Linked DNA regions of Ovis aries: regions 1 and 3 are each linked to region 2. The links are chromatin contacts, called in public Hi-C maps. All regions are on one chromosome and are shown on one strand. The core of a region is the stretch at or near the end of the contact, and the rest is flanking DNA. Distances in the headings are between cores, read along the strand shown. Region 1 holds the start of RFWD3 (ring finger and WD repeat domain 3). Region 2 holds the start of LOC101115897 (pyruvate dehydrogenase phosphatase regulatory subunit, mitochondrial). Region 3 holds the start of GLG1 (golgi glycoprotein 1).

Region 1 (4,343 bases), core at 1,732-4,231, 190 kb before region 2:
ACCTGATCTCCAGTATCTGGTCCCAGAGTGCTCCCACCAGAGACTGCAAACTCTAATACCTGTGAGGTCTAGTGGGAGCCTAAAAAGTGAGTTGAGCCTGAAGGAGAGACTTCGGGAACAGGTGAACTTTGTGAAGAAAGGGCAGCCTCTGCTCAGCTGCAGCCTGTTTTTATCATATAGGAACAGGACCCCAGTGTTTCCAGAGCCATCCACTTTGTCACATTTTTGGTAAATTGTCCATCTTTTTAAAGATTGGCACTTCATTAAAAATTATTTTTATGCTGTACAGGACAAACTAAATATATTAGCCTAAGAGTTCTCAGAAACCCATGTCTCCTGGATGTAACCTCTGAATTTTTTTACACCTTTGCTCTTGGTAAGGTGACCTCTACTTGTCACTGCTTTTCTTTCCACCTGAACTCATCCCAAATCATTCAACAGCAATGTGCTGGGCATTGTTCCAATTACTGAGGAGACAACAATAGGTGGGGGCAGGCAGGGAGAGGAGTCAATTGGGAGCTTGGGATGAACATACACTTCTATATATAAGACAGATAACCAACAAGGACCTACTCGATAGCACAGGGAACTCTATTCAATATTCTGTGATAGCCTATATGAGAAAAGAATCTAAAAAAGGAGGAATATATTTACATGCGTAAGTGGATCACTCTGCTGTACACCTGAAACTAACACTACTATCGTTCCATAAAGTTAAATTAAAAAAAAAATCGGCAAAATAAATTGGAGCTTATAATCTGGGGAATAAAATTATGGTTCATTTCTATTCCTTTTTATCTTTTATTTATTCTTGATGTTTTTAAACCTAGAACATTTTTAAGTTAAAAAAGAATCAACAAGGACAGGTTGAACACTGAGGCTTTTCTCGAGCTAATCATCGGGCAGTACTATTTTCATCTTTGAAATCTTTTGTTCTCTGTAGCTATAGGGGCTACAGCATAAGTTCTCCCTTATAGGTTATACATGCTCTGGCAGATCCACCTGCAGAGGCGGATTCACTGTAAAAGTATTAGTAATAAAGCTTAATCTTCAGGGACCCCTGACTCGCACAAGACAGCTTCCAAAGCCCTATACCTAATTTTTTCCTCAACATTTATAAATATAAAAATTTTCAAATACTCAGAAATGTCAGTAGAGTTATGCTCTGAACATCTGAATAGTCACCACCTAGATTCTACACCTAACAATTCACCATATTTTATCACATACTTATCAATTTAGCCTGTCTTCTTCCTACTGTTGATCCATCCTTATTTTTTATGCATTTAGAAGAAAATTTCAAACATCAACACAATTCATCACTAAACATTTCAGCATTTATATTATTAACTGCAGTTCAATATTTGTTTACAGGGTGGTGGTGGTTGTTTGTTTGTTTGAAGGGGGAAGGTAATGTTTCCATGTTGTGAAATACACAAATCCTAAATATACCATTTGATGAGATTAATAAATTCATACGCATGACTGATCCAGACCCCCATCAAGATGACAAACATTACCATCATGCCCCAAAGTCCTATTATGTGCATACAGTCAAACCCCCTCTTCACTCCTGCCCTGCAATTCTGATTTAAATGGCATTTTTGAGGTATAATTGTCCCACAGTGGATTACACGTTTCACATGTGTGATTTGATGTTTTGACATATATATGCACCACCACAATCAAGATAATGGACATGTGCATCCATTCCCAAAGCTTCTTCATGCTCCTTTACAATCACTCCCTCCCACCACCCTACCACCCCCATTTCCCTAGGCAACCACTGACCTGCTTTCTATCATTACTGATTAGTTTGTGTTTTAAAATTTTATATAAATGTAATCATATGATATATGATAAATTTGCCTTCTTTCAGTATAACTATTTTGAGATTCATCCATGTAATCACATGTATCTTTAATTTATTCCTTTTCTAGCTGAAAAATAGTTGAAAGCTATGGCATTATCCTTTGATCTGCTGATAAACATTTGAGTTGTTTATAATTTTTGGCTATTACAGATAAAGATGCTATTGATTTTTATGTACGTCTGTTTGAATATGTTATTTAAATTTATTTAACTTTTAATTTTATATTGGAGTATAGATGGCTACAGAAAAGGCAATGGCACCCCACTCCAGTACTCTTGCCTGGAAAATCCCATGGACAGAGGAGCCTGGTGGGCTGCAGTCCATGGGGTCGCGAAGAGTCGGGTACGACTGAGCAACTTCACTTTCACTTTTCACTTTCATGCATTGGAGAAGGAAATGGCAACCCACTCCAGTGTTCTTGCCTGGAGAATCCCAGGGACGGGGGAGCCCGGTGGGCTGCCGTCTACGGGGTCACGCAGAGTCGGACGCGACTGGAGCGACTCAGCAGCAGCGTAGATGACTAACAATGTTGTGACAGTTTCAGGTGGTATATACAAGTAATGGCTCCTCTGCCACTACTTATACAACAGTGAGAATCATTCAAAATATTTTTCTTTCTGCTCCATAATATTTTGTATTTGTTTACAAAATAAAATTCCTTTCTCCTCATACTAATCTTGCTCAGTAGAAGCTCCCTTAAACGCAGGAAGATGAAAAAAAAGTACAAATGCTAACGTTGGTTTTGGTGACAGGCATCTTCTTCACCAAAGACTTTAGGCGAAACAGCATGAGGCACAGTTTTAATATTTTCATCTTTTCAAAATGGGCTAAAACATCTTTCCCTTACAACTTCCTCCCGCCACAAAGTTCAAACAAAGAGCGGTAAAAGCCTTCTTCCGTTTTTCTCTTTGGGGGCTGGGCGTGTGTTGACGGACGTTGATTTCTACCAATTGTACGAGGCTTCCTTGCGCGTGGTCCTGCCTACCCCGTTTACGAAGGGTCAGCCAATGAGAGCGCCGCTGTTTCAGTCAGCGGCGACCAGAGAAAGAAGAAGAGAGGGTATTGGCTACCGGCTGGAACTGCTGCCCAATAGGAACATGCCGAGGCAGCACCTCAGGCGGGCAGCTTGAGCTGCTGGCAAGTGGCTGTAGTAGCCAGTCCGGCAAGTTTTCCTATGGGGGCTGCTGCGCCTCCGGCGACCTGGCGAGTCTGACCGTGTGCTCCGGCTTCAGGTGAGGTGGGCGCTTGCCTCTCCCCAGGCCTTGGGCGTCTGGGTCCGGGACGACTTCCCCTGGGTCCCTGGACGCAGGGCCCGAGTTGGGCTGGGGGCGGGCTTGAAGTCGGTGGTCTGAGGAGATTTGGGCGCTCCGGGCGGTCCCAAGGGTCGGGGCCGAGGCACCTAAATTCCCGTTCTTTCGGGGCTGCTGGGGCGGCCCCCGAGGTGCGGGTGGGGCGGGGAAGGAAGCAACTCCGGATTCCTGCAAGGAGCAGAGTTCGCCGCAGGGCTGGGGTCAAGAGGTCGCTGGCCCGGAGTCAGAGGTCCCTGGTCGCTCTCCCGGGAGCGGAGCCCCGGACTCTTCGTGTGCAGATAACTGCTGTCGCACGAAGTGCCCGCTACTTGCCTCACTTTCAAGTTGAACGAAAGACCTATGGTTCTATCCAGCTTTACCTCACAGCAACACTGTGACGTAAATACTTGTATTATCCCCACTTTTTAAAGACGAATAAGTCGAACAGGGAAGCTGGGCAACCGTCCTAAGTAAGGTCCTCAGGTAGGACGTGACCGAACACGGATTCGAACCCAGGTCGGCCCGACTCCCCGCTCGCGCCTCGTCGTCTTTTTAATTGGGAGTCTTCATCGCGCTTAGCGTGGACATTGGTTGAAATCTGAGTAAGAAAGCTTGGGAAAACCACCGGATGTCTACGGGCTGCTCACGGCATGGCGGGGACCCGCCGACTCGCCCCTGCTCAACCCCAGGCCTGGCGGGTTTTGTGTTGGCCCACATTGATGGGGAAGCTTTGCTCCAGCACGGCGCTGTGTAGGGAACTTTCTTCCAGGATGGCGTTGTTCTCTATCTCTTCTGTCTGTCAATATTGGGTGCTGATACGTTCTTAGAAGTTGATTGGTTTTGCGTTTTTAGGTGTATGTATGGTGGGTAATTCAGTAAGTATTTAGCATCTGCTGTGTACTTCTTGTGTAGGATACACCGATGAATGAGGCTGGGATTTGGCTCTGGGCCTTTCACATCTCACCAGAACTTTTGTTCTCTAATCAGAACTGGCATATCATGGGAAGAAATTTCACTTTTTAATGTTAACCATACTGAAAAGTGCACAGAATAATTTTTATTTATTAAAATATAAATTTATTTATTTTAATTGGAGGTTAATTACTTTACAATATTGTACTGGTTTTGCCATACATCAACATGAATCCACCACAGGTATACACGTGTTCCCCATCCTGAAC
Region 2 (4,042 bases), core at 1,349-3,848:
TGGGTGGGCTTCATCCATTCCGGTGAAGCTCTTAAAACACAGAGTTCCTGTGGACGAAGAAGGAATTGGGTCTCCACACTGCCTGGGAGCTGGAGACCCCAACATCAGCTGGTCCCTGGGTTTCCAGCCTGCCCACCTGTCCTGCGCATTCCAGACCTGCCAGCACCACTGTCCTGTGAGTCACTCCAACATAAATCTCTCCCTCTATGTACATGCACAGCCTGTTGGTTCTTTCTCTTTATATAGAGTCTTTGTTGGGAACTCCCACAGATGCCCAGGAGAGGTAACATCTCACAAGGTCATACACCAAGGAGGGCTGGCATCCAGACCCAGGCCAGGTCAGCCCGAAGTTGTGCTCTTAACCAACCAGCACAACCACCGTCTCAGCTCTGACTCTGAGGGGCTCAAGTCAGATGATGCGTGGGATCCACCTGTCTGATGGTCCCTGACTCCACAGAGCCTCTCTTGCTAAGAACAGCAGAGATGGTCCCACCCCTTTGGGAGGCAGCACCCCAAGAAGCCACTCCTCAGTCGCTCTTATGTTCCAGGGACCATGCTGCATTATCACCTCTCCAGGGAGATTTTTAGTCTGACGGGTTTCTAATCTCCACCTAGTGCCCTCTATAGGAGGGGCTGTCTAAACCCAGGAAACCCCATTTCCTAGGCCACAGCGCCACCTACTGCTGGTTTATATGGACAGAGCTTCTTTAAGAACCAGCTCAAGCCCTACATCATCCACAAAGCTTTACACAACTGCTATTTCTAGATATAAGGGAAGTTTCTGGAACTTCCAGGAACTACCTGATGTGTCTTTCAGCCTTGTTGATTCCGGCTCATTCTGACAAAACAGGTTTAGATTCCCTAGGTGGTCCTAATGTACCACCACTGTCTCTACCACATTTCTTAGCACTGACTTGAATATTTACTACTTCATGTAAATATTACATGTGAGGCCTGGTTTTCATTATCTGTAACATGAGAATATGCTTTTATAGGCCTCACTTTCCTCACAGGTGCAGGAATTCAGCTATCCCCAACCTTTTGGGCATCAGGGGCCAGTTCCATGGAAGACAGTTTTTCCACCAACTGGGGTAGGAGGGATGGTTTCTGGATGAATAAAGCGCAGTACATTGATTGTGCACTTTTATTTCTGTTATCACATCAGCTCCACCTCAGATCGTCAGGCTTTGGATCCCAGAGGTTAGGGATCCCTGAAACTCACACAGTTGTGATGAAGTTTCAACTGGCACAATGCCTGGCACAGGAGCCACTTGTAATATGACCCTGTCTTACTGGTTCCCTGTGAAATGGCAGGTGTTTTACTGCAAAACTGCAGCATGATTTATGGGTGGAGGTTGGTGTGCTGAAGGCATTGGCTGTTTCTCTCCCTCCCCACGGGTGTGAACTGGAATGCATACAGAGCCCTGGTTTCCACGCAGACATGGGCTCACAGGTACATGGTGGAGACGCACAGAACCAGGTTCTCACCGAGGAGTCACTGAATGCTGGATGTCAAGTCTAGTGACAGCGACCGTAGTCTCAGGGGGAGGAGCGCGGCTTCTCCCCAGCCACGTGCCCACTGCATGGAGAGTGACTCTGTAGACGTTTGTGTGTCTTCCTTATCTCGGTTCCCAGATTCTCTTCTCTGCTTTGAAAACAGGACAGTGGTTTTATAAGCAACGTTTACTCCCTTACCCAGCATGACGCCTGGCCACAAGAAGCCATCCATTAAACAAAACTGGCTTGTGTGGTGAGACGAGCTTGAATCCAAAGACTGGGAACTGGTGAATGTGGCCCCCAACACAGCCGAGCCTGTGCCATTAGATCGCTGTCCATTCGGGCATTTTTCCTGGACTTTGTGCCAAACACAGTTCTAAGTGCGAGAACATAGTCATGCATGAAATGTAGGTACCGTGTGCGAGGGTAGATTTTGCAACTAGATTGGAAAGACGTTCAACACTGATCTACCATAGTGATACGTTCTAGAAAGGAGAGAAAACAGGATGTGATAGGAAGCGAGGTGAAAGAGTCGGCGGTGAGCTCCTCAGAGGATGGAGTGAATGATTCCTCTTCTGGTCCAGACTAGCAGGGAAGGTGCAAAGAGAAAGATCCAGCCCAGAGCTGAGATCTTATCCGGCCTCCGAGGTCGGACCGGTCCAGTAGACCGGATTCCCGATTTGCCCTGCTAGCGATTCCCCAAGAAGACTCGGGCGACTTCCAAAAAACAAAGCGGATGTCCGTCCAAGAGCCTTTACTCCCTGGAGTAGAGTGTCTTTGGGTTGCGGACCACGGGGTATCACATTTGGGCACTCGCCCCGACGGAAGCGAGAACACACACACACACACACTCACTCACACTCACTCACTCACTCCAGCGGGGCTGCCGCCGTCTCGGCAGCATCTGTAAAAATCAACGGCCCGAGGCTAGAGTCCTAAAAGGCAGGCTCGGAAAATGCAGGCCTCCACTTCGCCTCCATCTTGGAAGATGCGGAGGCGGGAGCCCCAGTCCAGGGGCGGAGCCTCGCGAGACCCAAACAAGCCCACGTGTCAGGGGCGGAGCTTCGCCACGGCGTCGCGGCGCGCGTGCGCGAGTGAGCATGCGCGCCGGCGTACCCTTGCCCGGGACCGTAAAGCGCGGAAGGTCGCGTCTCCAGCGTCCCCGGAACCTCACGCCCTCCGCCCCGCCCCCTCCCCGCCCTCACCCCCCCTTCCGGCCCCCAGGACCCCTGGGTCCTCCCGTGCCTGCCGCCCCGCCTCAGCCGAGGCGGCCGCCCGTGAAGTAAAGGGAGGCTCTGGTGAGGACGCCGCTCCGGCCTGCCGTCCGCGCGGGCCTCGGCGGCCCGGGACCCCGCGCCCCCAGCCTTCTCCCGCGGTCTGGCTCCGGTAGCTCCGGCCGGCCCTGGGGAGCCGCGTCCCCGCGTTCCCCCAGCCTCTCTGCGGCTGTGACGCTTCGCAGAGCCGTGCCGAGGCCGGGGCACCGGCCCTGCGGGCGCCCAGCGCGGCCGGGTGACCTCTGTCCCGGCGCCCCTCGGCCGTGCACCGCCCCCCGCCGCGCGTCAGGCTCGTCCACCCGGGTCGTCTCTGCAGGTGGAGTCGTTTTCCCGCGTGGGGACGTGCTTGTGCTTGACCAGCTGGTCAGCTGCTGCAGAGTCGGCAGCGAGGTTACCTGGGAACGTCCAGGGCGGGGCAGGGAGCTTTCTTCTAACGTTTGACCCTTTGGGACTGATGTGCATGGCACTGAGGTTTGAGTGAGGCATCTTCAAGTCTGTTTTCCCCATGCGTTTGTGAGCGTGGTGTACGGGGTGCGGGGCGAGGAGAGAGCCGGACTCAAGGGGCGCTTTTCTCGGGCTAGGGGTTTGGATCAGGTTCTCAAACTTCGTATCACGGGGTGCACTTGTTGAAAGATGCAGCACCGTAGACCAGTAGGAACAGACTCTCCAGAGGAGCCTGTCAGTGTGTGTGTGCGTGTTTTAAACCAGTTGCGGGAGGTGGGCTTTATGCTGAGGGAGGTGTGGGGAATGGTGTGCTGATCCATTTAGCACACCATTAATAGACGCTTCTCACCCAGGGTCCCTCTTGACCAGCAGCCAATTTGTACGGGATGCTGTGACCATGCAGAGGAACAACTCACAGGAGCTGGAGCTGTCTTCTTCTTATCTGTGGAAGCACATCTGAGCATAACCAGAGACAGTTTTGAAGTTGTTTAGCAGAAATTACACACATGATTGGTTTTCAGTCAGATGTGTTTTACTTCATCTTTGACATTTTCCATTTCTTCTCTACTGATTGTGTCTCCTTTGCCCTCAGGCTGTATTTGCTGTTGCTGCCAACCTACTGGAATAGACTCTTGCCTTCCTTACTTTCATTCTTTGCATCCGCTGTAAATCCTTTTATTTGTTCTCACTACTTCACTGACCCTTGAAGGTCATGATGAGCACAAAGTCAAAAATCTTTTTCTTGGTTCTTATCACTCTGGTCTTTTAGTATTATTTCTTTTTGAAACTGAAACGTTATTATGTTTCTAATGCCACCTTTGCTAACC
Region 3 (4,092 bases), core at 661-3,160, 130 kb before region 2:
GCTGCTACTGCTGCTGCTGAGTCGCTTCAGTTGTGTCCGACTCTGTGCGACCCCATAGACGGCACCCCACCAGGCTCCCCCATCCCTGGGATTCTCCAGGCAAGAACACTGGAGTGGGTTGCCATTTCCTTCTCCAATGCATGAAAGTGAAAAGTGAAAGCGAAGTCGCTCAGTCGTGTCTGACTCTTCGCGACCCCATGGATTGCAGCCCACCAGCCTCCTCCGTCCATGGAAATTTCCAGGCAAGAGTACTGGAGTGTGGTGCCATCATCTGTTAAGGAACATGTACATTTATCTGGTCTACCCTGGACTATCTTAGTCAATGTTCAAAGTTGGCCATAGCCTTAGGACCACATGGGGCTTCCCTCGTAGCTCAGATGGTAAAGAATCTGTCTGTGATGCAGAAGACCTGGGTTCAATCCCTGGGTCAAGAAGATCCCCTGGAGAAGGGAATGGCAACCCACTCCAATATTCTTGCCTGGAGAATTTCATGGAGAGTCCATGGAATCACAAAGAGTTAGACACAACTGAGTGACTAACGCTCAGGACCACATTATGGCAGTAGCTTGAGGAAGTTTTGGCAGAAATGTCAGGAACATGCCCTCATTTCTAAAAACAGAGGCCTGTGTCAGCCACAGTGAGCAGTTGGTACCCCCAGAATATTCTTATTTTCAGCAGTTCCTTATGGAGTCCATGAACCCCCACCCAATTTCTCAGGTTCTAGTTATGTCTTGTCGGTCTTCACTGCCCATTTGTGGGTCAGGACAGCAGAAGCTGCATTTGTGAACATGGATGACCCGTGGGGATCACATGTCCCAAGCTGCCCTGATTCCCCACCACGGTATACCGGCAGGGTGGGATAAAAGTGCACCGCACCAAGTGAGAGGCCAGGGGTTCTGGTTCCAGGCTGGCAAAGTTCATCCTGGGCAGGACATTTAACCCTGCTGTGCAGAACTGTTACCATCTCTGCCGTTCTTCAGCTGAGTGAGAACCCAACTCAGGCCTGATGCATAGCTCAAATGACACAATAGATGTGAAGATGCTTTGGGAAGGTATCTCTCTCCTGTGGAGGAGGGGGGACTAGTGAGAAGTGAAACCACCATTCCCACCTATAGTGCTGCTAAAGATGCTGCATGCAGGACAACAAGCCAATTACCGAGGCACAACCAACCTGAGGCCTCAGCATGTTTTGCTACTTCCTCCTCGAAATGTGGGTTTAAAATCTGGCTCAGATACAAAGGGTTTCCCGGTTTATTCATAATATTGGTTATAACTTTTTGAATCCCATATTGTGGGCCAGCCACTTTATTTCTAATCTTCACAATTATACTTCACATTAGAGCTCCTCCTCTGCCTTCTCAGACGAGGAGGCTCAGAGAAATTAAAAGATTTGTCTAGTCTGCCAAGAGCTAGAATAACGGGCTCTTTCTTCTGGAACCAGTGCTCCTAACCCTGATTCAGCGCTGCCTTCCTCTCTGGGTAAGAGAAGCTTCTGAGGCAGATGGAAGGAAGGGAGAAGTGCAAGAAGAGGTTCCTGGATATCGGAATACACCTTATCGTGTAAGGCTCACCTCTACGCATAAAGTTTTTTCTTTCAAGTCACAGAACGGGTGACACAGTCTACCGGCCATCTTGGTTGTGGCAATCCCAATCCTTTTTTTTTCTTTTGGTGACGGACAACCAAAGAAATTAGGCAAGGCGGTCCTCCCCAGGGATCTGAAGGTGCGCCAGAGACGCCCAGCGTCGCCCTCTCGCCGGCCGAGGTCCGGGGCGCCGGCCCTCAGAGCCCGGCGGCGTGCGCGCTCGGCGCCCAGCGGCGGGTCCGCGCGGCGGGAGGGGTTCGAGGGACCCAGCCGGCCCCGCCCCGCCCCGCCCCCTCATTTAAATACGCGGCGCCGGCGGGCACGTCGAGCTCGCCGCGGACTCAAGATGGCGGCGTGTGGACGTGTACTGAGGATGTTCCGCTTGGCGGCGGCGCTGCCGCTGCTGCTGCTCGCGGCGGACGGCGCGCAGAAAATCCAGGGCCCGGGCGGCCACGGGCAGGGCCCGGGCCCGGGGAGCAACCTTCTTCCCCTCGGAGCGCAGCCGGGAGGCGGCGTGCTGCCGGGTCAGCTCCTGCTGCCTCAGTCATCTCAGTTGCAGCAGCAGCCGCAGCAGCAGCAGCCTCAGCAGCAGCAGCCTCAGCAGCAGCAGCCGCCGTTCCCCGCGGGCGGGTCTCCGGTCCGGCGGGGCGGAGCAGGGCCCGGCGGGGCTGGCGGGGGCTGGAAGCTGGCGGAGGAAGAATCCTGCCGGGAGGACGTGAGCCGTGTGTGTCCCAAGCACACCTGGAGCAACAACCTGGCTGTGCTGGAGTGCCTGCAGGACGTGCGAGAGGTGAGGCGCCGGGCGCCGGGCGCGCAGGCCTGGCCGCCGCGGACGCCGGGCGGCCTGGGCAGCCGCTGACGCCGCGGCCGCGCCTCTCGCTTCCTCTGCGCGGCCGCCCGCTCCCCGGCGCGCTCCGGGGAGGGGACCCCACCCCCAGCCCTCCCTCGCTCCCGGCGGGGGTCTGGGACGCCCACCCCGGCTCCTGGCCGCCGTCGGCCGAGGCCCAAGCGGGTCTGTGTTTGCTCCGGTCTTTTGTGTGATGCTCTAAGCGCGGTGGCTCCTCGGTGAAGACCTGTGTAGGATTTTGCTCCCCTTTTCGATTTGGGTAATTTGTAGCAGCTCTTTAAAACGTGAAAGATGGTTGGCGTACTTCAGCTGGTAAAGAATGCCCTGCTGTTTATTGGCAGTAGGTAATGTTTAGACAGCTCGGGTTCTGTTCTGATGTGTATTGTAGTCTGCAGCCAGATTTACTGTCTTTACCCTATTCTTCTGTAATTCAAAAATTCCTGTTATTTATCAGCTGCTGAAACTAATATATGCTTTTTTTTTTTTTCCTTCACGTCTTTTGGTCAATTTGTAATAAATCCCAAGTGGTCCCGAAGCTTGAGAAGTTGAGGCAGCGTTTGAAGCTGGGCTGTGAGGTCTTTGCTTTCTGATCTTTTTGCCTGTCTGACTGTACCTCTTAATGCCGTCTTGTTTTGATGTTCTTTGATGCCATTCAGTTTAGTAACACAGAACTCTCTAGATTTAATGCTGCAGACGTTAAGTGCAGTTTTGACAGTTATCAAAGTTTGGGAGCAAATCTGGTAGGGACACTTTTTCCAACGTTTAAACAAAGGCCCCAAAGTTGGCATAGAATGAAACCATTGCTTGATACAGTTTTATTTGGAAAATTGTTATCAGAATTGCCTAAGATGTTCATGGTCACAGGAAGACCATTGGTTTGTAGAAACAGGCTAGTCTTGGCAGTTTTTTCCCCCCTTATCCCACCTGATATTTGCTCTGGTAGTCCATACAGAGTAATTCACAAGAGGAAAAGATATACATGCTCAGGGGACAGAGAGAAAGGAAATTTCTAGAGCCACCAGAAATGTGGAGCCTTCGATGACTTATCTACAATTTGGAAATTAGAAAAAGAATCCCTTGTTCTTGATCCTTCACCTACGTCTCTAGTCAGTACGGCTAAGATTCTCAACTGTGTCACGCTTCTTGAAATTTTCTGTTTGCCTTTGAGGATATAAAATACATGCTGTTCTCTCAAACTAGGATCGTAATGTTGAAGACCAAACATTTGGTGAGTAGTTTGTGGCAGAAACAGGATGTTATTAGGGAAAGTGGCCCTTTCTAGGAGTACCTCTTTCTTGACATGTATTAAGGACACGTGGATTCTGTCACTCACAGGAGCAGTGTTCCTTTGTCATGCTTGTAGAAGTGTGCAGCAGCATATATGATCCATAAATACCAGATCTGAGCACTTTTGGAGTCGGGTTAGTTAGCTAGATACTGTATTTCTTGCATTATTTACTGTACAAAACCTGGCCTGAAAGTGCAGGTCCTGTAGTTCCACCTTTGAGTGTAAGACTCTCAGCAGGGATATTGTTTCGGTAACTACATTTTCCTTCCTTTCTGGGGATGTTATTTAAACTCTTTGAAGGTAGTTACTAGGTCTTGTACTTCCTTTGTAGCTTTCCAGAGTACCTAATTCAGTGCCTAGACTCAGTAAATAGT

The links. A called contact is a pair of places that touch in the nucleus more often than the background predicts.
Region 1: a contact with region 2 is called in a Hi-C map of liver, with 3 times the contacts expected there. The contact joins the promoter of RFWD3 here to the promoter of LOC101115897 in region 2. A contact is called at or near these places in 2 of 16 Hi-C or Micro-C datasets (liver and muscle).
Region 3: a Hi-C map of muscle shows a contact between it and region 2, with 2.7 times the contacts expected there. The contact joins the promoter of GLG1 here to the promoter of LOC101115897 in region 2. A contact is called at or near these places in 2 of 16 Hi-C or Micro-C datasets (muscle and skin fibroblasts).

What each region holds. Positions count from the first base shown.
Region 1 is chr14:1,601,696-1,606,038 of ARS-UI_Ramb_v3.0, reverse strand. It overlaps RFWD3 (ring finger and WD repeat domain 3), which reads left to right and starts at 2,981. Exons shown (of 13, transcript XM_042231465.1): 1 at 2,981-3,105. It overlaps MLKL (mixed lineage kinase domain like pseudokinase), which reads left to right. Exons shown (of 12, transcript XM_060398249.1): 12 at 1-2,045.
Region 2 is chr14:1,411,126-1,415,167 of ARS-UI_Ramb_v3.0, reverse strand. It overlaps LOC101115897 (pyruvate dehydrogenase phosphatase regulatory subunit, mitochondrial), which reads left to right and starts at 2,598. Exons shown (of 18, transcript XM_027977619.3): 1 at 2,598-3,087.
Region 3 is chr14:1,543,622-1,547,713 of ARS-UI_Ramb_v3.0, reverse strand. GLG1 (golgi glycoprotein 1) reads left to right here and starts at 1,910. Exons shown (of 26, transcript XM_015100366.3): 1 at 1,910-2,373. The coding sequence starts at 1,930. It overlaps LOC132657716 (a long non-coding RNA gene), which reads right to left and starts at 2,470. Exons shown (of 2, transcript XR_009596248.1): 1 at 1,572-2,470.